2 separate regions of the Gossypium arboreum genome follow, and region 1 is linked to region 2. A link is a contact called in public Hi-C data. All regions are on one chromosome and are shown on one strand. The core of a region is the stretch at or near the end of the contact, and the rest is flanking DNA. Distances in the headings are between cores, read along the strand shown. Region 1 holds the start of LOC108469776. Region 2 holds the start of LOC108467617 (rhodanese-like domain-containing protein 4, chloroplastic).

Region 1 (5,734 bases), core at 1,475-3,974, 260 kb before region 2:
ATTCTCGTGCTCCGAAGAACCGAGCATAATTTCTGAATCAGAGGGAAGAAAAGGAGAACCAGGGTGGTTCCCAAGTGCTACTAAATCTGTAACAATTCCGAGGGCCATAATTCATGAGAATGAGCTCCATAAGGAAAGCAACAAAGAAAAGGAGGATAAAATAACAAGCATGCTATGCTCCTGGTATGGGTCTCATTACCACAACTTACCTCCCAAGTTTGAGAAATCGGCTGTAAGATCAGTGAGACTGAAATTCCACTGAATCTGATCAAGTGATCTAAGGGAATCTCTAGAATTGTCGGCTCCATTACCAGGTCCCAGTTGCAATCCTATTGAACTTGCCACATCCGCCGTGAAGGCCGAATCAAGTGTTGCTGTGTCTACTCCCATTTCCGACATGTCTGTTGCAGTGAAAGGGAAATTCCCACTGGACGCCACCGATGTAGGGCTCACTGGCATCTCTGACATAGATGACATCATGGCAGTGGTTGGAGGAACTGCAGGTGTCGCATCAGTTGCGTTGTTGTCCATCACCATGCTAGCATAATTAGGCAATAATTACATTGCAAGTAAAAGAAAGGTTGTTAATTAGGCAAGCCATGTTGAAAGAAATAGCATATGAAACTACGGAAGAAACAGGCTAAACAAATATTTGTAAGTTAAAAAGGCAATTAATGATAGATTGAAGTGAAGATGGTTAAATTCTCACTCATTCCCAGAATTCATCTGCATTGGTTGAAAATGACTGGGTGCTGGGACTTCATTGACCACATGACAGCTTGATATCCCCATCGAGTCTAGATGAGGTTGCCCTGCAGCTGGAATTGGAGGTTGTTGCAGCACAGGATATCCCATTGGTAAGTTGTTAACTGCGCTATAGTAAATGGCTTTGAATAACCATAATAGTGACCATAAACATTCCATTATGTTGTAAATTTACAAAGAGCAATGAGATCAACCAATTTTGAAATAATTAGTATTAAGCAACAAAAACAGCACAATCCCAGATATTTATCATGCTCAAGAAACAATTCAATGGAAAATTTTGTCCTAAATTTTCTTAACAAGTTGAGGCCATGAATCACATTTTGGTACCACTTCACAATGTAAAGAGATAATAGGGACTTGCTTCAATTATTGATTTAGTTAGAACTTACCAGGCATGGGATGAATCCCATTTTGGATTGGGACCAGAGGAACCTTTGGAGGCATAGGATATTTCATTAGATAATATTGATGCTCAAGCAAATGGTTAAACAAAAGGATTTGCTTCTTCAATTTCAGCCTTATATAATAAGCCTTGAAAAAATCAGCATTTTCCTCCTCCAGCTTTTGCCATACTGAAATAACCAAGAACAGTAAAGAAAACAACAGAGTAAGTTCAAAATATACTTACATGTACAACATATAAATATATATTCAATGGATACCTAATATTGTGAATCCAGGGTCTATCCTCGCTCGATTCAAGAGGGTTTTGACGACCTCGTCCTTATTCATGTATAGTTGTAAACATCGTTCAATTAAATTCTGGACCTGCAACCACCAGTTTACATAAATTGTGTATCGTTTAACAAAAACCAGCATAAAAAAATCATGATGAAAAAATGGGATTTCTTACAAGTTCGATATCCTGTCGTGAAACTTTTTGGCCATCATTGCTTGAAGCAGAATCAGCCGATGTTTGATTATTCTGCTGTTCTGTTTTGGATTCATTTGAAGCTTGAACCGAAGGTTTAATATCTTGTGTGTTCTGTAAATGGCATATAATTCCATCTTCAAGTTAGTTTCAAGGATCATGCTATAAGCAGACAGTTTTGATTTATGTTAAAACTTAGATTTAATGACAGACACTGAGCAATTATTTATAATTAAATTACTTATTAAAAAAATACCTGTAAGTTCTTCATTCCAACTGAAACCGAACTGCATCCATCTCTGTGTTCAACAAAAAAAAATGTTGCTTTAACTGAAAATTAAAGGATTATTGATGGAAATTCTCAATTGAAGCTGAAATGCAAGTAGGGACAAAAAAGAAAAAAGTTTTGAAAGATTTTTTTTTTCTACAGCGAAATAAAGATGGAAGGGGGAAGAAAACAGGACAAAAAATGTGACAGCTTTTGTTTCATTACATACACACCGACCAATGAGAGTGCTTTTTACACATATGGGTGTTGAGGACGACAGGTCATATTCGGTTAACGGAAAACAACAGTTAGACGTATAAAGATGTTAGAGGCGGAGAGCGGGCAGCGCCGCCGCTTGTTTCCTCGGGATGGAGAAAAAGGTACGACTTTCAAAGTTGCTGCTAAGGATGTAGTATTGACAATTGGCGGGTCGTGTTGTGGTTTCGCTATCAAGTGGGTTTGGTCCTATTTGCAACTCCAGCCTCTTGGGTCCTCCCCCATAGCAATCAATGGCAGAACATTATTAAATTTTCCAACTGCAAAAATGATTCTTATGTATGATATGAACAGAAAAAAAAAATTAGTGATGGTATGAAATGCGAATAGAGAGGAGTCATGATGCGTTAACATCAAGAATTGGATAATTATGTGTTGGAAAAGTGAACCTTATCTTGAAGATTACATTAGAGAATGGGTTAATTCCAGGGTCTTCTTATGCACGACGCTGAGAAATTTCCAGCATCAAATGTCTGGTCCCTATTTAAGCCAGGTGTTGATAGCTTGTAATTTGGTGCTACCAAGAAATTTACACTCTTGTTATTTAAAAAAATTGATTTAACACTCCTTTTAATTTAATTATCAAATTAGTACCTTTTTTAACCCAAGAGAAATAGGGACTAATTAACATCAATTTTAAATTTTTTTTTAAAAAAAACCCAACCTTATCCTTACCTAATAATATTAGGTGGAAATAAGAGCAACAGATGGATTTGCAGCAAAATGATAGGGTGATAGTAAATACAAAAATCAAGGGGTGGAGGTGCTCAAAGTATAGTGTTGGGTGTTTAGTAATGGAGCGAGGTAAGGCGATTGTCTCATCCACTTTTGAATTAATGTTGATAAAATATTCCAAAACAAAACACATTAAGATAATATTTTTATTGTATTATTTAGTTCTGGAATCAATTATTTTGTTTAACATATTATTTAAGAATAATTATAATTTGTCATTTAATATAAGTATAGATAATAATTGTTTTTATACTAAATTACTTGTACTTTTTATAAAATTATATAATATTACCATTATAAAATAATACATTTGGAAATGTTTTTTATAGGAAAAGTATAACACACTGTCATTAGTGAGTCTCAATTGTTAATTTAATATTATATTCAACCAAAACTATTGTTGGCAAAGTTGATAAAAAAATATATCATCTACAACAATAGGAGAGAAATATAAAATATCTATTTAACAATCATAATGAAAACTTTGATTTATATCTTATGAGAAAAGCTCTTGAAATTAAATCCCACATTCTTTCTTATAGTGAAAAAAGAAAGAAAAGAAAAGGTTTTAATCAAATAAATAAATAATAGAGTGAAGGGGATGAGCTTCAACTTCAAGTCTTCCAATAAACTAAATTCAAGTTTAGCAAAATCATGTTTGATTAAAAACCCTTTGACTGAAGTTACACATAGGTCGCAGACATTGAAGAAAACTTTCAAGCCATCAGGACTTCTAAACCTACCATGCCAATAATCCTGGTTTTGATAGAGAGAATCACCATTATATTTCATGAAAACAGTGCATGTATGAGATGGAAATTCAAATGATTGAATAAATAAATAAAATTATTTAACAGATGTAGATGTCAAAAACAAATCATCCGCAGTTTAATAAATTTAATCATAAGAGAATTTTAAAATGAAATATTTTTACAAATTTTAATCCATTAAAACTCATATAATCAAACTCCAGATTGATTGAAATGTTTGATAACATGGAAAATAATGGGATGCTTAGAAGGACAGGTTGGCAAGGATGGCGCTTCACAAAAACGATGGTGGTGGATTTTTTTTTTTTTATTTTAAAATGGAGATCAAGGTGAAGTTGATGAGAAAAATTCTTTACACCACAAACACATTTAAATAGAGAACACAATCTCCCATGAATCTACTATAATTTCTATTTTTACAAAAAAAAATAATAATCAAAATGCATGATTCTTACAAGTATTGATTTTCTTGCAATCTCGAAAATCAAATAAATTGGTATTACTCTTATGTAGCATGGAAATTGTTAGAATTAAGTGACCCAAATTCTTATTTAAATAAAATACGATGGAAAATAAAATAAAAGTAAAATCCATATAGAACTAGACTTCTTTTATTTTATTTTAGAATAAGGTTTTAAACCTTATTAAACTCCATCTATTTTATATTGATTAGGATAAGGTGTTTCAATCCTACTAGAATATGGCTTTGCAAGCCTATAAATAGACATAGTCTATTCCTCTTGTATTAGAGTAAAATTTTTCGACATAGTGAATTTTCTTCTCCTCCGCCCGTGGTTTTTTTCCGAAAGGGTTTCACGTAAAATTTATGTGTTCTTTATTTTATTTATTTTATTCTATTTTATTTTTCACAAATTGGTATCGAGCTTCCGGTTATTCATCTCGATCACGGTAATGGCGTCTTTGAAGTATGAAATTCATTGTTGGATCGCAACACAGATTTGCGTTGTGGCAAATTAAGATGCAAGCGCTTCTTGCAGATGGATCTAAAGGATGCCCCGCTAGGATAGATAAGATGCCTTCGACATTAACAGATGAAGAGAAGAAGCGTAAGGATCGAAAGGCATTAACACAATTACATCGCATTTGTCCAACGAAATTTTGCAGGATGTGATGAAAGAGAAAACCGCCATTGCATTATGGAAGAGGCTAGAACAAATATGTATGTCGAAAACTCTAACAAGCAAGTTGCATATGAAGCGGCGTCTTTATGCTCATCGTTTGGAGGAAGGTGCGTCATACGAACACTTAAAGTGTTTAAAGAAATTCTCTCAAACTTGGAGGCCATGGAGGTTCAAGATGATAAGGAAGATCTAGGGTTGATTCTACTTTGTTCGTTGCCCCGTCTTATTCCACCTTTAGAGACACGATTTTATATAGCCATGAGTCTCTCACGGTTGATGAGGTTTATGATTCTTTAACCTCGTATGATAAGATGAAGCATCTTGTGGTTAAACCCAACTCTCGGGAGAGGGTCTCATTGTTCGTGGGAGACAAGATGGAATGTTGATGATGATCGTGGTAGAACACAGAACGGAATCCTCGTGGTAAATCTAAGGGTAGATCGAAATCTTCAAGCAGAGGTAAAACTTGCAACTTCGCAAGAAGAAAGGGCACATTAAATCTGAAAGTGCTATAAGCTACAAAATAAGATTAAAAGGAGGTGCGAATCAAAAGGGAAAACAGCCGGAAAATTCGGTGAAGGCGATGTTGTAGAAGACTACAATGATGGTGAACTTCTAGTTGCTTCATCAATGATTCTAAAGTAAGCGAGGAGTGGATACTTGATTCAGTGCACCTTCCACATGAGTCCCAATCGGGATTGGTTTACAACTTATGAAACAAAGATTCAAGGTGTTGTTTTGATGGGAAATAATGCTTCATGTAAAATCGCGGTGTTGGAACAATTAAAGTTAAGATGTTTGATGGAGTTGTCGAACACTTAGTGACGTGCGGCATGTTCCGAATTGAAAAGAAATTTAATTTCGTTGAGTACTCTTGATTCAAAAGGTGCAGATACACAGTGAA
Region 2 (5,361 bases), core at 2,216-4,715:
TGGAGCCACAAAATTAGCTCGCATAACTCTAAGAATTGTTAGTTTATCTTTTAAAAGAAAAAACCTCTTGTTTCACTATCCGACCTCTGCGGAATGACACACTATAACTAGCTCCTTGTTGGAAGCGAAAACATTACCATTTACCTCATTTGATACTACATAATTTAAACTCAGCTAACAGTTAGGTCGAATCATACTACATCACACTATCCCAGATTAATGAGCCATGTATTTCAAGATTCAACACAGGCTCTGTTCATTCCTAGAATCGAATAAACCGTAGCTTTGATACCACTAAATGTAAAACCCCTTATCTGTTTGGTTGCAAGACCTGAGCTACAGAGTGCTACAGTTAAAGCCGAAACAAAACACATTCAACTCACATCAATTATTTTAAATAATCATGGAATTTATTCATAAATACACAATTAACATTCAAATTATACATGAATCATACAATCAAAATCATTTCAATGCATAATCACCCAATATAAATCTTTCTCAGGCCTTATACAAGCTTATGTATTCACTAGTACCAACCTAAAAATTAACTAGGACTAATTTGCAACATTTTTGAAATTATAGATCAATTATATCATAAATAAAACCTTTCCATAATCAATCATGTCATAAAACATTCAAATATTATGAAATACAATTAAATATGAGCCTTAAATAAGCTTACGAAAGCTCAAAAATTGGCCCGAAAACACATAGGGATCAAATCGTAATATTTTAAAAAGATAAAGGAAATTATGCAACATAGGGGTCACATGGTTGTGTGTCCAGGTTGTGTAACTCACTAAACACGTGTGGATCAAATTTCAAATTTGATAAAAAATCACACGGCCATGTGACAGACTGAAACCGTGTGATACATATACTTCTTAATTTCTAAAGAGCACACGACCGTGTCACTAGCCTGTGTGTGACACATGGCCGTGTCTCAAACTGTGTGGTGCAAAAATAAGTCACTACATGCATAGCTCAATTAACCTATTCAAAGGGACCTAAAATGCACATTTAGCCAACACAAATACTTGTTCAAACATACACTTTCCATGCCAAAAATACAACTTGTAACTCCTCCCTAAATACCTAACCAATATGCCACATTGGCACCACCACAATAAAGATCTAAGAAACTTTCAGACCATTCATCCAATTCAAATAGGCATATAAGCTTATGTTAAAACTTTCAATTTATCAGAATAACTTGTCAAAATCTCACATACGAGACACGTGCAAGAATCCCACAACTTCCAAATAGGGTTCAATCATATGCGACAATCTTGTAGATAGATTTTGCATATACGTCTCCAAAATAAAATCTTCGGCGTGATTATAAAAAATACAAAAAATAAATAAAATTTAATCTTTTTAAAAACTTAATAATGAACTTAAATAAAATTATAAAAATTAAAAATATTTTCTTACCATTTACAGTTGAATCGCGAAAATGTGGTTTTCATCGAAACGAATAAGAGTATTTGTCATTCCAAAACTAAATTAAAATGAATAAAAAACAGAATTAAATCAAGAACTTAAGAGAATTTTAATTAAAATTTTAGAATTAAATTCTTGAAAGATTTGAGAGAATTAAGAGAATTGACAGAAATGGATTTGAATGAAAACATGAGGAAAATATTTGGGTTTATATAGAAATAAAAACTAGTCGTTTTTTATGGTCATTGGCAATTGGACCGTTGGGGGAGGTTACCGTTGGGTGAAAAAGCATCCAGTTGGACGTATTTCCCCCTTTCTCCAAGACTGGCCTATTCTGGTAAATATGTTACAAATTGGCCTAATCACTTAATTAATTTTTAAAATTGACATTTTTGCCTAATTTAGCCTTTTTTTTCCCTTCCCAAGAAACCTTAGAGACCGCTGCTCTTTCAGCCGCCGTCGATGGTCCACTACGGCCAATAATGCCACAAAAAAGAACCTCTCTTTTACCCCTTTAACCTTTTTCTTCCTTTCATCCATTGCCGCTGTGAATCATCGTGGTCCCCCATTTACTGCCGCTATCTTGGGCGGAAAACAACACCAATCAAATCCTCTTCCTCGCTTGTTTTTATTTTCTGAAATGATTCCCTCCAATATGAAGGTATAATATGTATAGTTAGGTTATATTTCCTTACAAAAGCAATATGATTGCGGGACACGCTATAAATAATGTTAAATGGTTCTGGAGGGCTATCAATTTAAAGTATAGGAGTATGCCATTCTTGCGAAAAAGCAAATGAAATCAAAGAGACCAGTATTGTCGTGTTTTACAAATAAAATCGAAATGATATACTAAAATATGGTATAATCTTATATAGAAGAAAAATATATTGAAAAACCCTAAACGATAAATTAAAATACTATATATATATAACATTGTTGATGCAAAAGCTTGATCGGAGGAAGCAAGCCCAGGCTTGGCGCAAGCTCACATGATGGTAGCGCAAGATCCCCATCTTAATTCATGAGCAAAATTTGATAGACTTGGTCCAAGTTGAGTGTCATGTTTCACACCCTAAACTTTTGTTAGCACTTTTAACTTAGGTAAGATTTAGCATCTGAAAAAAAAATTTAGCTTTAACTGACAATGTTTTTTTTTTTTAATTTTGATTTATGTAATGATACGACACTCTAATATTGCATCACATCATCATTTAAATATTTTATAAAATTATAATTTTTAAGCGATAATATGATGATACAATATCAAATGTCTCAAATGAATAAAACTGAAAAAGTTGTTAAGTTTGAGGATTAACGAAAATAATTCAAAGACTAAGTAGAGGAAAATTATCAAAATAATGACTTTATCTCTTTTTCTAAGGTTTAATATATCATTTGGTACTTGAATTTGATATATTTTTTTAATGTGGTACCTGGGTTGTTTTTTGGTCTAATTTGATATCTATATTTGACAAAAGTTATATTTTTTATACCCAAAGATTACAATGCTAACTTTTTATTTGGATTTTAGGATTCATTTAATGAAAGTTAATTGCTAATAGTATTATGTTTGAATTTTTATGATTTTGTTAATAGAATAAATGTAGTGTTAATTGTGAATTTATTTAATTTTCCATTTAATTTGTCAAATATAATCTAATTAATGTGAATTAATTCAGGTTTAGGGTTGATATGATGAAAGTTAATTGCTAATATTATTAGCTAATAATTTTATAAAATCAATTCCAAAACTTGAATTAAAAATTAAAAATTAATATTGATACTTTCATGTACCTAAATATATATAATTTTGTCAAATATAAAAATCGTATATTACAATAAAAAAATTCAAACTAAAATACCAAATTAAATGGTAAATTAAAAGATAATGTAGTGTAACGTTTTTGCTGTATTAAAAGGAAGGTACTATAGTTTAGATGCACTATTGAATTTGTGCAGACAATTATTAGCCACACAAATGAGTTGAGATGAGGAACAGTCCTAAAGACATGATCAAAAAGCCTCTCATCTCACTTCCAACGTGTCATGCAATGACTGGCAGAGATCTCATAACTCATTCCACCTCACCACCATTTCATCATTCAAAGTGCACCTTCCAAAGCTAAGGGTCTCTGAGCCTTGTTGTCATCCAATCAATTCCAACAAAAATCCTCCATTGTTGATGGTTCAAGCCTTTCCATCATACATTTGACACCCATCTCTTTGCATAAAAATTATGCAAATGAGGACCCTCAATGCAGCAACTCCAAGTTTGACACCTCTCTCGGTTCTTTCTGAGACAAGAACCGAGGCCAGAAAAGCACCATTGCTCCCCATTGCTTCACCACTCAAACTACCCAACTCCCCAGCTTTTATTAAGACCCAACCAGCTTTGCACCAGTGTTTGTCAAGAACCTTGCATGGTGGTTTACTGCTACTGTCATCACTTCTCCCCAATGGATTCGCTAAAGCCTTGTCATACGAGGAAGCCCTACAGCAGACGACGGGATCCTCCTCGTCTGTTGATTTTGACCCAAATGGGATCCTTGATACCGTCGTCAGTTTTGCAACTGAGAATCCCACGGTTGTAGCTGGTGGCACCGTTGCTTTAGCAGTTCCTTTGATTTTGTCTCAGCTGTTAAAGAATCCAAAGCCATGGGGAGTTGAATCTGCAAGGAGTGCTTACGCCAAGCTAGGTGACGATGCCACTGCTCAGTTGCTGGACATAAGGCCTCTCAAGGAGTCTAGAGATGTTGGTAGCCCTGACATTAAGGGATTTAGGAAGAAACCGGTGTCAATTGCCTACAATGGTGAAGATAAACCAGTGTTCTTGACAAAACTGTCTTTGAAATTCAAGGAACCTGAAAATACTACCTTATTCATTATGGACAAGTAAGCTTCTTAAAACCCTATGCCTCGTATATATTTGTTCATATATGAATTCCCAGCATTGTCTATGAAACCTTATCCACTCTTAATGATGATTGTATCACTGTATCTGAGATTAAATGGTTTGTGTGTTGGTTGTGGAGGAAGAATGTAGAACTGAATATGCCTATATGGAGGCTCATTGGCCTTAAGCTACACAATAGAATATGGCCATTACCTCTTTCTTAATTGATCCTGAGTTCCTAACCCATAAATTAACTGCATTTTGTTCCAAGGGTTGAAGGTTTCTAAATTGATAGTCTATACGTTCTTAACTGTTAAAATGTGTCTTTAAACATATGTAAGCATTGGCTGACAAATATTTTATTTGTAACTATATGCATTTTGTTTGTAGGGAAGATGAAACTAGAACTTTCATTTGATTCATCTTCTAATATTGCTTTAAATTTGTGTTGAAAGCCAGATTTGATGGGAATTCTGAACTGGTTGCGGAGTTGGTCACTGCAAATGGATTCAAAGCTGCTTATGCAGTCAAAGATGGTGCTGAAGGACCACGGGGATGGGTGGTATGTGCTGTTCTAAATCAATTTTTTTTGTTTCTTTCTCCATTTTTTCTAAATTTAGCAATTGCATCTTTTGAGACTGGTTTCAATTTTGCAGAACAGTGGTCTTCCCTGGATACAACCAAAGAAAGGTCTTGACCTTAGCAATTTGACAGAAGCGTTCGCCGAGGCCTTCGGAGTACCTATCTTCATCTCCTAATTGCTTATTCACTTCTAAGATTTTGATGTCATAGAGAGACTTTTCTATATCTTGAATTGATTTTGTTGGAAAGTTCTTCAGCCTTTCTTATTAGTTTTCTTCTATATGATAAATGGTTGTGATAATCTGCAGGGGGGATCAGATGGCCTTTCTGTTACTGTAGGGATTGCTGCAGCTGCAGGGTTAGGCCTTTTGGCTTTTTCAGAGGTTAGGTTTTTGAGTCCTTTTAGTACAGTACCTCTGATTATATATATATACACA

Evidence for each region. Hi-C and Micro-C count contacts between places; a contact is called where the count stands out from the background.
Region 1: a Hi-C map of leaf shows a contact between it and region 2, with 8 times the contacts expected there. The contact joins the promoter of LOC108469776 here to the promoter of LOC108467617 in region 2. A contact is called at or near these places in 4 of 5 Hi-C or Micro-C datasets (all in leaf).

The regions. Positions count from the first base shown.
Region 1 is chr8:26,849,288-26,855,021 of ASM2569848v2, reverse strand. It overlaps LOC108469776, which reads right to left and starts at 2,724. Exons shown (of 9, transcript XM_017770806.2): 1 at 2,133-2,724; 2 at 1,896-1,938; 3 at 1,622-1,753; 4 at 1,431-1,536; 5 at 1,158-1,340; 6 at 710-869; 7 at 210-538; 8 at 1-86. The coding sequence starts at 2,167.
Region 2 is chr8:26,591,871-26,597,231 of ASM2569848v2, reverse strand. LOC108467617 (rhodanese-like domain-containing protein 4, chloroplastic) reads left to right here and starts at 3,465. Exons shown (of 9, transcript XM_017768323.2): 1 at 3,465-4,341; 2 at 4,802-4,904; 3 at 4,999-5,079; 4 at 5,233-5,307. The coding sequence starts at 3,686.